3 separate regions of the Mus musculus genome follow, and all the other regions are linked to region 2. A link is a contact called in public promoter capture Hi-C data. All regions are on one chromosome and are shown on one strand. Each heading gives the region's core, a stretch centred on a gene start, on an enhancer-like site or on the middle of the called end of the contact. The rest is flanking DNA. Distances are from core to core; before and after follow the strand shown. Region 1 holds the start of Rpl39 (ribosomal protein L39). Region 2 holds the start of Slc25a43 (solute carrier family 25, member 43). Region 3 holds the start of Nkap (NFKB activating protein).

Region 1 (2,707 bases), core at 153-2,652, 340 kb before region 2:
CGTCTGCCTCATAGGGACCTCATAGGGGTACACAACTATACCTGACTTTCTGTTTTATTTACACAGCAGTTGAGCAGATGTCAAAGAGAAGTAGTTCTTACCTTCCACCTTTTTGAGACAGGGTTTGCCTTGTTTCTGTTGCTGTGTTAAATACTCCAGGCTAGCTGGCCCTCAATCTTCCAGGACTTTCTCTCCTGTCTCCACCTTCTATTGTGCGGTAGGAATCTTAGGGTTGCAGATACATAGGAGTACTTATTTATTTATTTATTTATTTAGCGACAGGGTCTATATGTAGTAATCCTGACTGGCTGGAAGCTCAGTATATAGACTAGGCTGGCCTTGAGCTCAGAGATATTGATCCTTCTGCTTCAAGTGCTAAGATTAAAAGTGTAGGCCACCACGCCCTGTATCTTCACTTTTTGGGACTTGAACTATAAGTTGGCAGGATTGCGTAACTGGTGCTTTTATCTACTAACGATTCCCCTGGCCCTGGTATATGGGATTTTTACCCCACCGGAGACAGAGTTTCTCTGTGTATCTTTGGCTGTCCTGGAACTCGTGTGAGTAAACCAGGATGGTCTCAAACTCAGAGGTCTGTCTGCCTCCCAAGTGCTGGGATTAAAGGCGTGCACCACCACTTTCCGGCGCCTTTTTTTTTTCTTAAGATTTACATATTTATTTTATTTATATGAGCACACTGTAGTTATTCACTACAGATGGTTGTGAACCACCATGTGGTTGCTGGGAACTGAACTCAGGACCTCGGGAAGAGCAGATGGTGCTCGTAACCGCTGAGCCATCTCTCTAGCTCCGCCTCCCTTTTAATCAAGTATTTTTAGGTACTATTGATAATGGGTCCGTGTGTGTTTACATGGGGACGTGTACCTGTAAATCATAAGTGTAGGTGCCCCTGGAAGTCAGAGACATGTTACCCCCTAGAGCTGGAGGGTTGTAAGCTGCCTGATATGGGTGCTGTGAATGGAACTTGGATTCTCTATAATAGTGAAGTTAGTCATTAAAAGATGTCTGCAGCCCCATCTTCCTCCCTTCCAGGGTGCATCGCCAACCCTAAGCCCCGCCCCTCTCGCAGAAGCGGGGGGAGTTGCAGCTCTGGAAGTGATGTAGGCCTTTTCCCGCCCTCCTCAGAGTTGGTCCCGCCTACTCCGTTTCCAGGTGTTTGCTAAGGGTTTACTTGGTTACTTCTCAAAGGCCACCTACCATGGCCACCAAGGCTGTGGCCCTCAGCACAATGATGATCACCTGCAGGAACAGGCATGGACGCGGAGGCCTCGGAATTACGTTCTCTATAAACCGGTTTGGGTTCCCACGGCCCCATGGGAGCGCAGGGGTGGAGCTAGGGAGGACGCTGCGAGTCATCCATCCCCCCCTAAGCTCCGCCTCTAGCGACTTCTTCTAATCGCGTTCTTCCGGTCCCGGCCTTTCTCTTCTCCATTCCTCCGCCATCGTGCGCGCTATTCTTGATTCGGCTTCTCGCCATGGTAAGACTATCGGCCGCCATCCGTCCCTCAGCGGCTTTCCTGAGGCCACAGACCGCTGTGCCTTTGTGGCAGACATGCGCAGCATTGAGGGCTGGGTGTATTTTTCAGGGTTTTAGTGTTCGTTTTTGGAGCTGGGACACCTATCGGCCTGTGGGCGCGGCATGAAATTATCAAGTCCATTTACCCTTGCAGGATGAGAACGCTCTTCCTGCAGCCTGGCAAGGGGTGCAAAGTATTCTTGTTTCATATAGCCTGGGGCTGACGGTGATCTTCATGATGGGGGGGGGGCAGAACGAGAGGCTTGGGACCACTCTTAGATTGTCCCTGATCGAAGAGCATGAATCGCCATTTGCACAGCGAGATGTCCACAGTAAGGGTTAACAGAACTTTGAGATCCCTTCAGAAGTTAGCGCGTCACTCCTTGGAGGCGTCTGCTAACAGCGCATCAGTCATTGCCTACTGGCAAGATTATGCTTATGGGCGTCTAGGTACAAAGTGGGTTTAGTATCTGAATTTGTTAAATAAAACCTCCAACTGGTCTAGGGGGACGAGTGCGCTTGGCCTTCGTTGCATTTTTTTATGTAATGGTGTTTGCCTACGGAGTGTCTAGGGCTCCGTAATCTTAGGTTAGCCAGCAATGTCACTTGGAGGTAGATAAGACTTACAGAGTACAGTACCTAGTGTCATTGACTTAAAACTGGCCAGGGTTTGCCTAACCTCAAGCCATCCTTGTTCCAGTAAGTCCGTTTCCTCTCCTACTCCAGCTATTCCGTGTTTCATCGCTGGAGCCCAGCAGACAGCCAGTTTATAGGTCAGACAGGACCTGGGCTTAGAAACTTGGTGCTGATTATGAGCCATGTTTAAGCCATTAACTCTTCCTCCAGAGAAGTGATGAGGATAAAGGACTTGGTGGTTCGAGGTCGGGGAGCTTTTCCTGGGTGTATGTTCTGCAGGCCTGATGTTAGTTTGTTGGAATTTGTGACTGAATCAAGAGACTAGGCTGTGGTGTCACTAAGCTGGTTGCATCTCCTCGTAGTCTTCTCACAAGACTTTCCGAATCAAGCGATTCCTGGCCAAGAAACAAAAGCAAAATCGCCCTATTCCTCAGTGGATCCGGATGAAAACTGGTAACAAAATCAGGTAAGCCTTCTCTTGTCCGGCTTGGAAATCGTTATGTTTTAAGTAACTTTGGGCATGGAGATACACAG
Region 2 (2,700 bases), core at 167-2,666:
CAGTCTTTAGAGCTGGCCCTGTGCCTAGCGAATGAGGAACTTACAGACCATCGTCCCCAATAGGGAAACAGACCCTCCCCTCAGAGCCGTCATCACTGACTTCCTTTTTTAGGCTTCCTTTCTAGCTCCCATGCAAACATCCTTGAGCTCTTTTTAAGGTCACTCCCTTGCATCTTTAGCTCTTATTCTCGCAGCAGTGGTTGATGTGGGAGAAGGTGAGAAACCGCCGCCGCAGGATGGCAGCTGGGAGTGGGGGAAACATTAGGCTGAGGAGACAAGTCCCTGCTGGAGAAAGGATGCTGCAGACCCTGTTGGATCCTAAAGCCAAGTTAGGCTGAGATTGGAGATGGGGATGGTGGACAGAACTCTTTTTGAGGCAAGAGACTGGTCCTTCTTCCTGTACTACCCACTTACTCCTTAGGACACTGGTCTCACTTTTTACACACCATCAAGAGTGTTCTCTCCTGCCGGGCGTGGTGGCGCACGCCTTTAATCCCAGCACTCCGGAGGCAGAGGCAGGCGGATTTCTGAGTTCGAGGCCAGCCTGGTCTACAGAGTGAGTTTCAGGATAGCCAGAGCTATACAGAGAAACCCTGTCTCAAGAAACAAACAAACAAACAAACAAAAAAAACAAACAAAAAAAAGAGAGCGTTCTCTCCTAAGCCAGAAAAGCAAACATTTTCAAGTTACTAGACGTTGGGAATGGATAGACCTTATCGCCATGGGAAGCCTTTTTGTTTCTTTACCCCCAGATATCATTTGCTAATTCTGCCTCCTCCCAGAAAGACTCAAGAGGTCACAAAACTGCAGTTCACAGGGCAAGAATCTCAAGAGCATGTGAAAAACTGCTACTGTACCCTAGGGGCCACACATATGGCCTTGTAGCCCCCTCCCAAGGCCAGCCTCCACCCCCACCCGACTCCCATCCGGTTTTACAGAGGAAGGGAAACTGAGACTTCTTAGGATTCATCAGGGTGGCAGCTTTGCCATTCCAGTCCGATCTCCCGACCCCTCCCACCGGGCTCTTACTTTCGGTAGGCGGCCAGCTGTACCATGCTGCAGGGGAAGAGGCGCAGGCAGGCCACGCCATTCCCTTTCCACAGGGCCCTTGGCCCCTCGGACAGCCACACCCGGCGTCCGGTGGCCCACAGCCCCAGGGAGTGGCTTTGCACCTTGCCGACTTGGGCCAGCACAGTGGCAAGCTCCAGGGGCGCGGTGAGGCTGAGGCTGAACGCCCCGGCCAGCCCCGCACACAGGAGCCGCTGGCTGCCGGTTAACCGGCCATCCCGTCTCCACGTAGCCATCCTGACCCAGGCCCGTGCCGGCCACCTCGTGGCTGGTGCCCTGGGCTCGCGGGGGCAGTTAGAGCAGTCCGGCCAGGCCCCGCCCGGCGTGGGGCGGACTTGGGAGATGAACTGGGGAAGTCAGGCTCACACCCGAGCAGCGCCTCAGGGATAGGGTGGGATCAAAGGCGACTCTCTCAGGTATCTGAGGCATGCTCAGTTAGTGTGTGTTTGCAATGCAATAGGCAAGACCGAGGCTTCCATTTCCTGTTCTTTCTGGGCCTAGCCAGCATCACGTTTTTCTTAGGTATTCCCTTAGGTACTTTGCTTCTTCTGGGTCCCTTTTCACATTCTATGTCATCCCCCTTCGCCTGTCTATCTTCTCTTCCATAGGCTTCTTTTATTTTAAATCCAGAGTGCAGAAAAGACAGACCTTGAATAACAACCTGCTGCTACCTAGTAGACAACTTGTTAGAGCCTCCTTTTCAGAGACTATAGGTGTGCTTAAGGCTTTGGAACCTTACCTGCCTTAGAATCCTTAGCTCTGCAGATGACATGTCATAGGAGGGTAGGGAAGTCGATTGCTCACTTTGTGTCCCAGTTGCTTCACCTGTACTATGAAGATGGTACTTTCGAGGATTAAATGAAAATTTAATAAATGAAAATTTAATTTATAAAGATGAAATGAATAGTGGCTGGAAGAAGTAACCAGTCTGTATGTGGTGCTTATGAGGGTATGACTAGCTGCTGCCGTAGAGAAGAGGAAACTAAGACACGGAGACACTTGCTCAAGCCTGAGTGTTCACTACCTCGCAGAATCGGGGTTCCTATGTAGGTCAATGTTAGACCTAATAAGGGCCACACCCAAGGATTGCATAGTGGCAGTAGTACATACATTCAGTGATTCTGTTAGGTAAGGGTTAGGACAATATAGGTAAAAAGGTGATAACTGTGGCTTTGCCAGAATCTAAGAAGGATTTAAAAATATTAACAACTTTCCAATTTTATTTCTGTTTTTTTTAAAGGGCTCAACAATGATAATTACAAGGAAAGAGACAGCTAGCAAACGCACTGTTAGCATAAGACATCCCAAATTTGCATCTTATTTTCTATATTGATTCTCATGTTGCTAATGGAACCTTTTCAAGCTAAGCACATCCATCCAATCTGGCACACACTAATTGTACATTTTCATGGGATACAATATGATATCAGAACACATGTCCCAGCAATTTCAGGTTCTTGGTGGCTCATCTCACTACTGAAAAAATGGGGGAGATGGCTCAGTAGGTAATGTGCTTGATAGGCAAGCAAGAGGACCTCTAGCATCCATGTAATAGTTGGGCACAGTGGTCCATGTCTTTCTGAAATAGTGAACTCCAGGTTTGGTAAGAGAACTTGCCTCAGAAATTAAGCT
Region 3 (2,700 bases), core at 95-2,594, 380 kb before region 2:
AAATATGTCTTGAGGCATGGCCTCATGTAGACCAAGGCGGCCGTAAATTTGCTACGTCGATGAGAATGAGTGTTCTGACTTGCCTCAAGAGTCTCACAGTTGTTGCTACTAAAGATTTGTGAGTCTTTTTAAACTAAGAATTCCATTAGAGGAAATCCAATCTCATTCCCACATTGGTTTGCATGGTCAACACGGCTGAGACCACTTGCCAAGACTTTTCCCAACATAGCCTCATCTAATTATTCTTTTCCCTCAAAACCAATACATATACTTAATTACAATACTTCCCAGTTCACTGCAAAACGTTTCCACTGAAATATCCTCTTGTCTCAATTTTTTCTGTTTGTTCATGCAACAAGAAACAGCTGCCATGCCTACCAAGAGGCAGGCACTACTAATTCTGTGATCAATAAAAGTCACAAACCTCTATTTCCGTTTAGTGAGGAATAAAGACAGGTGCACGGATAATGACACCAAGGCATACAATAGCCTCTTACTTTCCCAGTAGGGGTAAGTAGGTAGTGGGAAACCAGGGCCTCTTATGAAGGAGTCTAGGGATGAATGAAAATGTAAGTTAGAAAGGATAAATAAAAAAGGTCACGGGGTGAACTGAAGAAAGAGATGAAAAAGGTGCGAGGCGGATGGGAAGCGAAATAAAACAGAAACAATGAACAAGCTGGACTCAAAGGCAGGCAGAATGACCCAAGAGAGGGTGCGGCGATTTCACTCACTTCTGCCGGAGACTCTCCTCCCTTTCCTTGTCCAGCAGGCTAGGCCATGGCTTGTCGCCCCCGTAGGGACGCGAGTAGCCGCCGTAATAGGCGGACGAGGATGCAGAAGCAAACGGGGCGCTCCGCTGTGCCGAGGGCCGTTCGCGAGAGCGCGATCGAGAGCGGGAGCGGTAAGATTGGTTTCGGGAGCTTTGGCTGAAGCCACTCAGCGAATGACTGAGGCCATTCCGGTCGCCGAACCGAGAACAAGAGCGCGAGCGAGACCGGCGACACCGCGGGGAGCGGGAAGATTTGATGGATTTGGGGCTCCGCGATGGACTGCGACGCTTCGCCCCGGAGGCCTCCCGTTCAGGGCTACGCGAGCCCGATACAGGAGCCATGGTGGGGGAAGCTGAAGCTACCAAGGGGCGGGACAAGGAGGCGCTCTCGCGACCCCCAAAGGTCCCGGACACCTAGGGTCCTAGAGCTTGCAGCCGACCAAATCCGAAAAAAAGCAAGCAAACAAACAAACAAACAAAAAAACCAACTTGGAAACAGTTCCGTGTACAGCGGTAAACCCCTTCCCCCGGACCCAGAGTCCTTGCCGCCAACAGGAAGGGATTTGTGTACCTCTATATAGAAGCCGGCCAGGAAACTGAGGCTACGCTCTCATCCAGTTCCTAGTGAGGTTTCTGAAACCTAAACCGCACTGGATGCCTGAAAGAACATTGCGATGAATGAGACAAGTATTTCATTGAGTAGCCATATAAGCAACACCGCCAATTCTCCCTTTATTTAGTGTGGGACGATCTTTGCCTGTATAGTGTGCGCGTATGAATCTGTGTATGTATTATAACCCCCACTCCCACTCTTTTTTTTTTAATCCCAAGCAAACAAAAGATCATGATTAGGGTTAAGCTTTAATCTAAGATCATTGTTGTCCAGTTCACTTAGAAAGCATACATTCTGATAACTTCAGTCTGTTATACTCCGATTAATTTAGCGACCCAGAGGAAAATCTTAGTACGTAGGTTCAAGCCACCCATCTCTACAAATGTCCCACAAAACGAAGTTATCAAGCCCCTTCAACTAGTCCATCATACACTAGCCCAGCAAAATATAAGGTAGACGATTAATAGTTGTATGTATTAAGTATTTTTAGGCAAAAGAGCATTCAAATATTAATTTTGTTTTTAATTTTTTTGAAATTGAAATGTAATTGTGTCATTTTCCCCTTTCTACCTCCAACCATTCCTGCGTGCCTCCTCTTGCTCTTTTAAACTCATTGCCTCTTTTTCTTTATTTGTCATTACATGTACCTGTAACTATAGCTGTTGTAATGTTTTCACCAGAGAAGACTACTTAGATATGGGTTTTAGCCAATAGAAAGTCACACACGCCGGGGCGGTGGTGGCCCATGCCTTTAATCCCAGCACTTGGGAGGCAGAGGCAGGAGGATTTCTGAGTTCAAGGCCAGCCTGGTCCACAGAGTGAGTTCCAGGACAACCAGGGCTACACAGAGAAACCCTGTCTCGAAAAAAAAAGTTGCGCGCGCACACACACACACACACACACACACACACACACACACACACACGTCCTGTGTTGATATACTTCAGTTAACAAGAACATGTCCAAAAGTGAAACTACAGAAGCCAACAGGGAAGGTCAGTACCTTTAGGAATATTCCCAGAACTATGTACTTTGATCTTTTGTCTTTTGTTTTGGCAGGTGATACTGTCTACATGCTGAATGTTGCAGCCTGAATGGTACTTCCATCATGGAGTCAGTTGTGCTAAGGTCTGGGGACCTACTAAGGTCTAGAGCCCTGTTACAATAACCTGCTCAGAGCATATATTAACCGTATGTTTATGATTTCAGGACCGACCATTTGGTATTGGATAATCAGCTGAGGGAAGACTATTTCTCCTGGCTCTCAGCATTACCTAGTTGCCTGTAGTTCTTTGTCTAGGGTTAGAGCCTCGTGAGA

What was found. Promoter capture Hi-C pulls out the DNA fragments that hold promoters and counts their contacts. Capture Hi-C pulls out chosen DNA fragments and counts their contacts.
Region 1: a promoter capture Hi-C map of pancreatic islet shows a contact between it and region 2. The contact joins the promoter of Rpl39 here to the promoter of Slc25a43 in region 2. A contact is called at or near these places in 2 of 39 promoter capture datasets (liver and stem cell-derived epiblast-like cells), 3 of 484 Hi-C or Micro-C datasets (Th1 cells and nephron progenitors), 1 of 115 datasets of contacts at active chromatin or transcription factors (embryonic stem cells) and 2 of 9 other capture datasets (adipose tissue and pancreatic islet).
Region 3: a contact with region 2 is called in a promoter capture Hi-C map of pre-B cells, with 4 times the contacts expected there. The contact joins the promoter of Nkap here to the promoter of Slc25a43 in region 2. A contact is called at or near these places in 1 of 39 promoter capture datasets (pre-B cells) and 2 of 9 other capture datasets (adipose tissue and pancreatic islet).

What each region holds. Positions count from the first base shown.
Region 1 is chrX:37,083,917-37,086,623 of GRCm38.p6, reverse strand. It overlaps Rpl39 (ribosomal protein L39), which reads left to right and starts at 1,402. Exons shown (of 3, transcript NM_026055.2): 1 at 1,402-1,499; 2 at 2,536-2,639. The coding sequence starts at 1,497.
Region 2 is chrX:36,742,348-36,745,047 of GRCm38.p6, reverse strand. Slc25a43 (solute carrier family 25, member 43) reads right to left here and starts at 1,416. Exons shown (of 5, transcript NM_001085497.2): 1 at 1,030-1,416. The coding sequence starts at 1,304.
Region 3 is chrX:37,125,407-37,128,106 of GRCm38.p6, reverse strand. It overlaps Nkap (NFKB activating protein), which reads right to left and starts at 1,344. Exons shown (of 9, transcript NM_025937.4): 1 at 732-1,344. The coding sequence starts at 1,111.